2 separate regions of the Sus scrofa genome follow, and region 2 is linked to region 1. Evidence: chromatin contacts called from public HiChIP or PLAC-seq data. All regions are on one chromosome and are shown on one strand. Each heading gives the region's core, a stretch centred on a gene start, on an enhancer-like site or on the middle of the called end of the contact. The rest is flanking DNA. Distances are from core to core; before and after follow the strand shown.

The links. HiChIP or PLAC-seq counts read pairs in DNA pulled down with a chosen protein or histone mark.
Region 2: a contact with region 1 is called in an H3K27ac HiChIP or PLAC-seq map of alveolar macrophages. The contact joins the promoter of SRRM1 here to the promoter of IL22RA1 in region 1. A contact is called at or near these places in 1 of 5 promoter capture datasets (liver) and 1 of 2 datasets of contacts at active chromatin or transcription factors (alveolar macrophages).

What each region holds. Positions count from the first base shown.
Region 1 is chr6:81,881,532-81,886,752 of Sscrofa11.1, reverse strand. IL22RA1 (interleukin-22 receptor subunit alpha-1) reads left to right here and starts at 1,736. Exons shown (of 7, transcript XM_021095535.1): 1 at 1,736-1,886. The coding sequence starts at 1,844.
Region 2 is chr6:82,305,700-82,310,781 of Sscrofa11.1, reverse strand. It overlaps SRRM1 (serine/arginine repetitive matrix protein 1), which reads right to left and starts at 1,590. Exons shown (of 16, transcript XM_021095577.1): 1 at 1,295-1,590. The coding sequence starts at 1,315. It also overlaps the pseudogene LOC100522323.

The DNA of each region.
Region 1 (5,221 bases), core at 487-2,986:
CCTAATCCTTTCATAGGTTCCTTCCAGATGCTTCTGAGATTCCCCAGGAAGAATTCATGTTCCACAGATTGTGGGGTTGCTGTGTGTCCTCTCAGACTGCCAGCCAAGATCACTCTCCTTATGGGTCTTTCTTGGCGTTTGTAACCTATTTCTCTTGCCATGATCTCCCCACACCCCCTTGTCCCTAAAGTCATCTAAGGCCCCACATCCAGAAACTTCTTACATCTTTCAAACTAAAGGACTTTAGTACAAGAGGGTTGTTTACCCAAGTGATGGAAGTGCTGAGAGTCCAATCAGGGACTGGGAAGCAGCCCCAAGATTCACTACAGCAGGAAGCTGCTCCCTCCTTTGAGCCAAAGGGGAAACATGAGATGCTGTTATCAGAAGCCAGACCACCCATCAGAAAGACAGTGGCAGCTGCCTGGCTGGAAGCAGCTGAAGCTCTGGAAGAGACCCAGTTGATGTGTGGGATGCCAATCAAAGTAGAGGAAGAGGGGGGCAATACCCTGACTTTTCTCCACCAGCTGGACAGTCTTCCTCCAGTGTCTCCCATTGGCTGAGCCTATCAGGAAGCCTTGACAAAGGATTCTGGGAAATGTAGTTTCCTGCAATTAACAAGAAAGGTCTGGCACAAACCATACTTTAATTTCCCCAAAGCACAGCTCAAATTTGGCTGTCTCATCAAAGTTTACCAGATGCACAGAGCAAACTGATAACAGTTTACAACAGAGAAAAGAAAAACTTAAATATAAATCCCTCGATATCACAACTTACTACCTCCTAAAGCCAAGACCTCTCTAGCCCCGCTTCGCAGAGCCAGGTCTCCGCCTGCTGTCGTGTGACTGGGGCCAGCCACCTCTCCCAGGAGGCAGAGATCTCTAATCCTGTCCACCCTAACCAGAGTCCAGGCCCCTTCAACTTTCTCTTGAGGCCCAGAGAGAAGGGGGAAAATCATTCCCTAAACACCCATCCCGGTGGAGTTCATGCTATCCCTGTAGATACAGCTCTACATGTCAGGACAGCGTGAGTGGGCAGTTCAAATATTCATTGTTCCAAACTAAAGTCCCATTCCTGAATGTTCCCCCATCTCTAGCACAGTAGGAGTCACTAAAGTTTGAGATCTTTTCTTTTTCTAATGGACTGAAGGTCCCAGACCCCAAAGGCTCGAGGTAGGAGTGCCTGGGCTTCTCACCTTCAGCAGCCTCTCTAGGAGGAAGTCTGTCCCCAAGCGTGGCAGACCTGCTTCAGGACAGGAGGAAGGGCAGCAGAACCCCCCGCCCCCCGTATCTCCTCTTGCCAGAACAAAGCCAAGGGGTCCAGCTTTCCCTCTGCCACCAGGAACATTCTAGAACATATTTTCTGCTCCTTATTTGCTCCAGTTGTTTTCCCTAAGGTGAATTCCTGAGAATGGAACTCCCAGAATGCAGCAAAAAGAATTGGTGGGTTGTAGGCTTTTGATACCAAAGTGCCAAATTGCTCTCTGATAAGGCCATACATCACGGATTATTTTTGCCTGTTCTGCCTCTCAGCTCACTAATAAAGCATTAAAGAGTCTTGGGATGAATCAGCCACCAGACCAGATAAACAAGCCGACCTGTCACTGATGCTGTTCTCTACAACTAAGAAGGGAACTCCCTTGGATCCCGCCCAGGACCTGGAATTCCGAAGCACCCAGGCCAGGTACCTTTGTACCCAGCTCCCGCACCACTCAGGTTCCACCTTCTCTCCTTTCCCCGCCCCCGCGCCTGGGTGGAGCCAGCTGCCAAGGCGCCAAAGCTTCCCAGCCCTCCCTCTGTGCTCAGTCCAGAGTGGAGACCATACGAGGGCTCTGTGCCCGGCCCTCATGAGGACGCTACTGACCTTCCTGGCGGTGGGATCCCTGGTCGGTGAGTGTCCATCGCCCTGTGCTCAGACCTGCCCCCTACCTGGGAGCCAGTGATCTGGGGTCGTCTCCCCTGGAACCCCATCCAGCTCCAGCATAACCAGTTTCAGTTTCTTCTCTGCTGGGCTGAACTGGGTGCCAAGTTTCTCTGGAGAGGTAGATATGAACTTAGCTTGCTGGGGAGGATGAGAAGGTCCCTCAGACCCCAGGTTTTCCCAGAAACTCAAGTGGCCCTCAAGACTTTGGGGATGTAACCACCTGTCTGACCTGGGGGTATGGATCCCCTTACCCCAGTGGATGGAGAAGTAGCTTGAGGGAAATGGACATCCTTGAACCCCTCAAATCTTTCTGATAGATGCTGTACCTCTGTGCCTCTGCTTCTGGCTGGCACTGGCCTGTCATGGGGAGGGACAAGATGGACAGAGCTTGAGTCCAGCCCTTGCCTCCTTCCATGTCCCTATGACCACCTCCTCCAGCCCCTCATGCTGGACCTAAAAGAGCGCTTTCTCCCAGAGTGGCCAGGTCTGTTGCATCAATAGATCTTAAAACCCCCAGAGCTCCTTTGAAAACAGGACTAAAGGACGTAGTTTTCTAATCCAATAAAGTAGGTTTTGGATGTATCCTTATGGAGAAGTTCCAGACCAAGCCATGAGATTCTAGACAGTCTATGTGCTCCCTGGGGTGTTTAATAAATTTCAAGGAACTTTCTTGGGAAGGGAAAGCATAGTCCTGACTGAAGAAGGAGGCGGGCTGGCCTCTGCAAGGCCCCTTCTTGCTCATGTGCAGGATGGAGGCTGTAGAGGCCCGGAGCTTCCTGGCCCCCTCCACTGCTGTGCCCCACGAGTGCTGACCGGATCCATGGGCTTCCAGCCTCTCCTCCACTTGCCAGCAAACGGGGCATTCTCACCACACTGGACTCGTGATGAGCTAGGGAGACTTGATGCATCCCCCGAGAGACCCCAAGTCATGTCCCTTCAGACCCCCCCACCCATTCTGGTTGGAGATTTAGAGGTTCTCAGCCCTTTACCATGGGGGACTCAGGGGAACAGCCCTCAGGAGATTGTTAATATCAGTAAGATCGCTGCAGAGACCCAGGTCCTTTCAGCCCCAGCATCGTTGGGCTGATTCTTGAGCATGTCAAGTTATTTTTGCTTGTTGGTTTGTGTGTCCTTAGCTCCCCATCTCGTTGACATAGAATTGTTTTTCCAAACAAATGAGAAAAACCTCTTTTGATCAAGTCCCCCAGGCTGTCTGTCTCTAGGCAATACGTGTCTCCCCAGGATTTCACAATGTAGACTTTCACCCAGGAAGTGCAGAGGCAACGCAGGCTGAGGAACTGGTGATGGATTAGAGGAAGAGGAATGAGTGGGTAGGAGGAGAGGGGAAATCTTGTTAGACGTCAACACCCCCGAAAAGAGGGGAGCCAGCCACTGTCTACCCACCCACCTTCAGGAAGCCAGCTTCAAATACCTCTTGAAGAATGGGACCAACCTTCACCCAGCCTGGGTCCTTTACCTCCCGAGCCTGTCCCAGCCTCGGCCACCTGCCTCCTCCAAACCCATGTAGCCCACCCAGGATACTGACCCCAACCAGGAACCTTCCCGCTGCAGAGCCTAACCAAGCCTACCCCCAGACACACCTGGCCTTCTCTCAAATCCCACCCTCTCCCCTGCCCTTAACCTCGCCCCCTCACTCAAAGCTGCCACTGAATTCTGACCTCAACTGGACTCCCTCCCTCAACTTAAGACTCAGCCCTGAATCCAGTACCCCTCCCTCCAGAAAGGTCCCCACTTCTGCCCAGACTCAGATGTAAGCAAGATACCACCACTTGGAGCGCAGCAGCACATCCATCACATTGGCTAGAGACAGTAAGAGCTCCCCCTTCTTCCCTTCCCCACACCCCAGGCTCCATCCTGGGGCCCCCAAGAAGCCTGGGACACAAAGGTTTCTGCAGCCTCTGGGTCTGACCAACCCAGAATTAAAGAGGAGCTTGGCCATAGATTTAGCCAGTGGGTGCACTGCAGGGTCGGGCTGTCCTGATATACTTCCCTCCCCGACAAATGCCTCCCAGGCCCATGGACCCCTTTTGCAAAAGCACAGTGTGTGGACTCAGAGCAGAGAAGTAAATAACTCTTCACTCCCTCACTTTCTAGACCTGCTGGAAGTCACGGTCATGGGATGGGTGGGGAGGGGGGTACCCATCACATCAAAGACACCTGTACACACACAGCCTGAAGGCCTTGACTCAACTGGGTCTGCACCTGTTGGCTTCCCACCCCAGCCTGCCAGGCCCTCTGAGCTTGCTCGGTGCCAGCCCTCTCTTCCTTTCCTCAGACCAAGCTTGGAGGCTGACAGAAGAGATTTGCAAGTCAAGGGCTCTCGTTTCCAGTGACATTTGCTTTAGGGGCAGTGCTCTCCCCCCGGGTCCTCTTCTTGGGGCTGTGGCCTTTGCTGCCTTTTCCTGGCCCCATTGCATCCACCCCACATGCAGTCTAGCACTGTGCTGCATATTGCAAGCTGCCTCTCTGAGCCTCAGTTTTTCTCCTCTATAAAATGGGGGTCATGATAGCACCTGCTTCATCTGGTGGTCAGGAGGACTTAACGAGGAGACTTAGTCCAGTGCCAGCACTTGGCATCCATCTCATGCGTGTCAGCTGCTGTGGTCATTATTGCTTATCTTTAGATAAGTCCAATGATTCTTATTTCAGAGATGAAGATATTGAAGTTCGAGTTGCTTCAACAGCTTCTGCAAGGTCACATGTGCCCACATGTGTCCTCACGTATTACTCTCCCCCAGTGTGGCTGCAGAAGGTGCCTTTGCCCTTCTCAGAAGGCATGTGGTGGCTGGGCAGGGATTGGTTCGACCAGCAGAGAGGCAGGAATTCACCAACATCTTCTCCATCTTTGTTTGAAACTACTGACTCTGGACTAGTTACTTTTTCTCTTTTCTTTTCTTTTTTAATCAATGCCATTTATAGTCATTTATTCAATTTGCCATTGGATAATTTGTGGCTTTTTTTTTTTTTTTTTTTTTGTCTTTTTAGGGCCTCACCTGCAGCACATGGAAGTTCCCGGGCTAGGGGTCGAATCGGAACTGCATCTGCCCACCTACACCACAGCCACAGCAATGCCAGATCCGAACTGCATCTGGGATCTACACCACAGCTCACAGCAATGCTGGATCCTTAACCCACTGAGCAAGGCCAGTGATAGAATCAGCATCCTCATGGATACTATTCAGGTTCCTTACCACTGAGCCATAACAGGAACTCAGCGTTTCCTCTTTTTTTTTTTTTCATTTTTTAATTAAAGTGTAGTTGATTTACAATATTCTGTCCA
Region 2 (5,082 bases), core at 341-2,840, 420 kb before region 1:
TGGAAACGATCATTACATAAATAACTATAGTACTGTTTGCATAACCTAAGAACAATCAAACAACCGGCTGTATCAAATTCTTGGAATAACACTTCAACCTTTAATGAAAAACTAGTTGGCACATTTAAAGCCAAGACAAAAGGCATTTCAATGCTAGCTTTGGAGTGTCAAGACATATCTTAAAGTCCCGGTCTTACCCTCTTTTATCTTTTCCTTTAAACACACAGAAACTGCATGTAACATGCTCCAGGGAATGGAAAGAGCCAATATGCACTACAGATTCTGACTTAAATCAACTGGTCTCTATATGGTCCGTTCTGCCTTAAAAAGAATTTGCAAACTCTAGTCCAATCAGTGTCACTTCCCACCCATCGAGATCTCGAATGGGTCCTACGGGAGTGTAAAAGGGGACCAAAAGAGTCCAGCACGCGCCCGGTAAAAGTATGGGCCCTGAGGGCCAACTACGACGAGAAAACGTCCCCATCTCCAGGTGATGGGCGAGAATCAAGAGGAACCTTTTCACCAAAAAGATTTTCAAGAGAACGTTCACAGGGGGTGGGGGGCGGTGAGCGGGAACGAAGAGTAGATCCACTCCATACCCCTGCCTCCACAAACGCGCATACTTTTTGTTGCACCCTCTGCCTGGAGTCTCAGACTCAAACGTTCTAACTACAAATTATCTGCATTCCCCTCCCTGAAGGGCTATCAAATTGGGCGGGAGCTCCCGCGAACTCTGACCCGGAGCCTTCGGGAAGGCTTAGACCAAGAGGGAGGGCGCGCGAGGCGCGGGGGGAGGGGGTTTGGTGCCCGCTTTCTCAAGAAAAGCGGCTCAAGGCTGCTTCCGGTCCTCTCACCCGCTCTCCTGAGGCGGTACCCCCAAACCTGTCCTCCCCAGGGCCCTCCTGCCGCCAGTCACCTCAGGGTTTCCCTCCGGCCTCCCCCCAGGGACTTCCTCCTCGCGGGTCCGCTAGGCCCCAGGACCCGGTGGGGCGCGCGGCTCTCCCTGCAGGCCCTGCCAGGGAGGCGGGCGGGAAGGTACCGCTCAGGCCCATTCCCGCCGCCATTTTCCGGCGACCGTCGCTGCCGCGTAGGGGGGACGATCCCGGAGGAGGAGACTGCGCAGGGGCGCACCGGTCCCCGCCGCAGGGTAGTGGGGAAGCGTCCACTGGCAACGAGGATCCTCAGGATCTTCGAAGTCTCCGCTCGCTGGCCACCCCATCTCGAGTTTAGGCCTCCTGCTGGGCCTTTTCGATAAGCCCCTCACCTCACCCCAGATCCCCGCGCTCCTACTTACGCGGAAGAATCCCGCGTCCATCTTGCTGCCTCGCTCGGAGATCGCTCCCTATCCCAAGGTGCACCGCGCCACCGCGACGGAGGGCGGGACCGGCAGGGAAAGCCGAGCGCCGGGACGCAGCTCGCGCTGCTCCACCCGCCCTTCCAGCGGACACGAGGCCGCGCTTGCTCAGTGTGGAGAGCGCTCGCCAAGTGTGCGCACGCGCGTTCCGGGAGGCGGGCTGCTACCGGACTCCGAGCTTCTCCAGTGGCCAGTCCTTGAGGAGAGCCTCGCGACCACAGCCAATGGGAGCGAGCAAGAGAGTGTCGTCCGGTCGCCCCGCCCTGCAAAACCTTTTGTGGCGCTTAACCAGCCTTGTTCGCTCAGCGTGAATTGACCCTTCCTTCGACCCGTAGTGGGGGCGGCTTTCTGCCCCCCCCCGGGGGGGGGCTCCATGGAGAGCTTGTGGAGAAAGGCTGTTACCTCAGGGTGACGCTTGTGAGGCCGCTCTTGCGCAGAGGAGAAGCCTGCGGCCTCCGCTTTCGTTAGAAAAGTTGTGATTGTGTTGCTTTTACGAGTTTCCAGTTATCGAGGTCGGCCCTGAAGTAGTCGAGCTCTGTACTATGAATGAAATCTGCGTTTTGGTCCCGCACCCTCGACTTCCGCTACAACTCCTTAGCTTTGGGGAGAAGCTGGAAATGTCCGTTAGATGAGTTTCGGAACCGGCAGGAAGCTGATGAGAGCCGGGGCCCCCGGGCAGAGTCTGACGGAAAGGAAGCCGGCCTTCAGGCTTCGGGACTTTCGGAGCTCACGTGTGCCTCACCGGCCCAGCTCTGGCTGCGAGGGCCTGCAACCGGATGCCTTCTGCCTCCTTTCCTTTATGCACTCTCTTTTTCTCTGAAAGGGAACATGTGACCCTTCTCTAGCCATCTTTTGTAACGTAACCACACACACACACCCCCCCCAACACACACTTGCCTCCCTTTCCTGATTTTTGTTCACAATGTATTCACTCTCTTGGCTTCAAATACCAATTCTGCCAACAACTTCATAGGTTTCCAGCTCAAGGCCTCTCCTCTGAGCTTCGAACATGTATTGGCAACGTCCTGTTCAATGTTTCCGCTTGGACAGACGTCACGAACGTAACATAAGTAGGAACTGGGCTCCTCGTTTCTCCTGTTCTGCCTGGAACTCCCTCCCTCCACCCTCCACCAGGCCAAAAACCCGACCTGTCCCTCCCAAAGTCTTCCCTACCTCAGTTGATGGCAGTATCTTTCCTTTTGTTTAAGATACAAGCCTTGGTTGTTAATCTCGATTCCTCTTGGAGTTCCCATTGTGGCTCATTGGTAACAAATCCCTACTAGTATCCATGATGACACGGATTCGATCCCTGTCCTTGCACAGGAGGGTAAGGATCTCCTGTTGCTGTGGTTGTGGCATAGGCCTGCGGCTGTAGCTCCCATTCGAACCCTAGCCTGAGAACTTCCGTATGCCAAAGGTGTGGCCCTAAAAAAGAAAAAAAAAAAGCTGGACTCCTCTTCCTCCCACATCTCACTGCCAAACCATCAAGAAACCCACTCTGCTATCGTCTAGGTTCAAAGCACCATCATCTTTGGCCTGAACTTCTGCCCTAGCCTCCTATCTGGTTTCCCTGCTTCTACCCTTGCGGATCAGCATCTGTTCTAAATGCACCAGAGTGAGCCCGTTGGAAAACCTTAGGCAAGTCACTCAAGCTCAAAACCTCCCAATACCTCCTCCTTTTCTCCAGCAAAGGTGGAATCCCAGGAAATGGAAATGCCCCCACATCTTTTTTTTTTTTTTTTTTTGCCTTTTTTTCTAGGGCCACTCCCTTGGCATATGGAGGTTCCCAGGCTAGGGGTCTAATCGGAGCTGTAGCCACCCGCCTACGCCACAGTCACAGCAATTCGGGATCCAAGCCACGTCTGCGACCTACACCACAGCTTACACAATGCCGGATCCTTAACCCACTGAGCAAGGCCAGGGATCGAACCCACAGCCTCATGATTCCTAGTTGGATTCGTTAACCACTGAGCCACGATGGGAACTAACACACACACACACACACACACCCCGTCTTCTTGAATCTCATTTCCTAGTACCCTAACACTGCGCAGTGCTTGAACTTCTGGTTGTATCTTCTGCCAGAATGCTCTCTCCCCACATATCTACTTGCAAATTTCAAGCTTTACTCAAGTATCACCTTCTCAATGAGGCTACCCTGGAAATTGATCACTTAACTCTCTTTACACCCTTGATGCCTCTTAACCTACTGTTTCCCCCACCCTCAGCATTTATCACCTTCTAATATTTACCTATTTTTAATATGTTTATTGTCTGTTTCCCACACTAGAATGTAAGCTCCTTAAAGTCAGGATGTCTGTCTGTTTTGTATATTGATATGGCCCTAGCACCTAAAACAGTGTCTGTCCTATAGGGTAGGCTCGTTAAAGTGGGTTTGTTTGTTTGCTTTTGTCTTTTTTTTTTTTTTTTGTCTTTTTAGGGCCACACCTTTAGCACATGAAAGTTCCCAGACTAGGGGTCGAATCAGAACTGTAGCTGCCAGCCTACACCACAGCCACAGCAGCACAGGAGCTGAGCCCCATCTGCAACCTACACCACAGCTCATGGCAACGCTGAATCCCTAACCCACTGAGCGAGGCCAGGGATTGAACCTGCGTCCTCATGGATACTAGTCAGATTTGTTTCTGCTGAGCCACAATAGGAACACCTCAATAAAATTTGTTGCATAAACAAAAGCACTGTCAGAGGGTCAAAGACTGGCTTCCACAGAAAGAGCAAGTTAACCAGATGGGACTATGAAATCACAATGTCCACATCTTAATATTCTCTATGATACTGACCTCCCTTCACTGAATCTGCTCTTTTGCTGCCAATCTTGTAATTGGTGGTTTTCCTTGTGATTCTGTCATTGACCCTTTTGTTTTCCTCAATAAAGGAAAACAAAATACATCGGCTTTTATTCATCAGTCACCTTTATCTCAGCCATGAGATTATTTTAGTCTGTATTTTGTTTGGTAAATTTCTGTTTCATTTCGAGATTGATGTAGGTCAGGAATCCCTTGGCATTAAAGGAAAATAAAAGCTTAGTTGAATTCATCATTATTATGAATACATCATGCTGTCAAACTATAGGAAGATTTCTAGTTGTTTTTGAATATATCGAATGTATAAGACATAGAAGTAGTGACCTGGGCTTTTCTGAAACACACTTTTCTAGTCTAGTAACAAGAGTCACTAGATGGCGATCTACCCTCTCAAGACAACGCCTCTTTGATTGGCCAGGACTTGTTACTAGAAATAAGTAATTACAAAGACATACGATTTTTTTTTTCTTTTATGTTACTGAGCCCTTACACCAAGCTCAGCATGGTGTTCTTAGATATAGTAAAAGATGCAACAGAAGTTTAAGACAGTCCTCAGAGAGTTTATAATACAGATGGAAGGGTATGAGCAACAGGCATAAAAGAAAACTGTAACTCTCCTTTGCTTCCTAGCCCACAGAAAGTCTACCCACAGAAGTTATATTCAGGAATGTGGCCACACATTTTTATTTTCTATTTATTTATTTTTTAGGGCCGCACCCACAGCATATGGATGTTCCCAGGGTAGGGATTGAATCAGAGCTACAGCTGCCAGCCTACACCACAGCCACAGCAATGATGGATCTGAGCCGTGTCTGTGACCTACACCGCAGCTCACAACAACACTGGATCCTTAACCCACTGAGCAAGGCCAGGGATTGAACCCACAACCTCATGTTCCTAGTT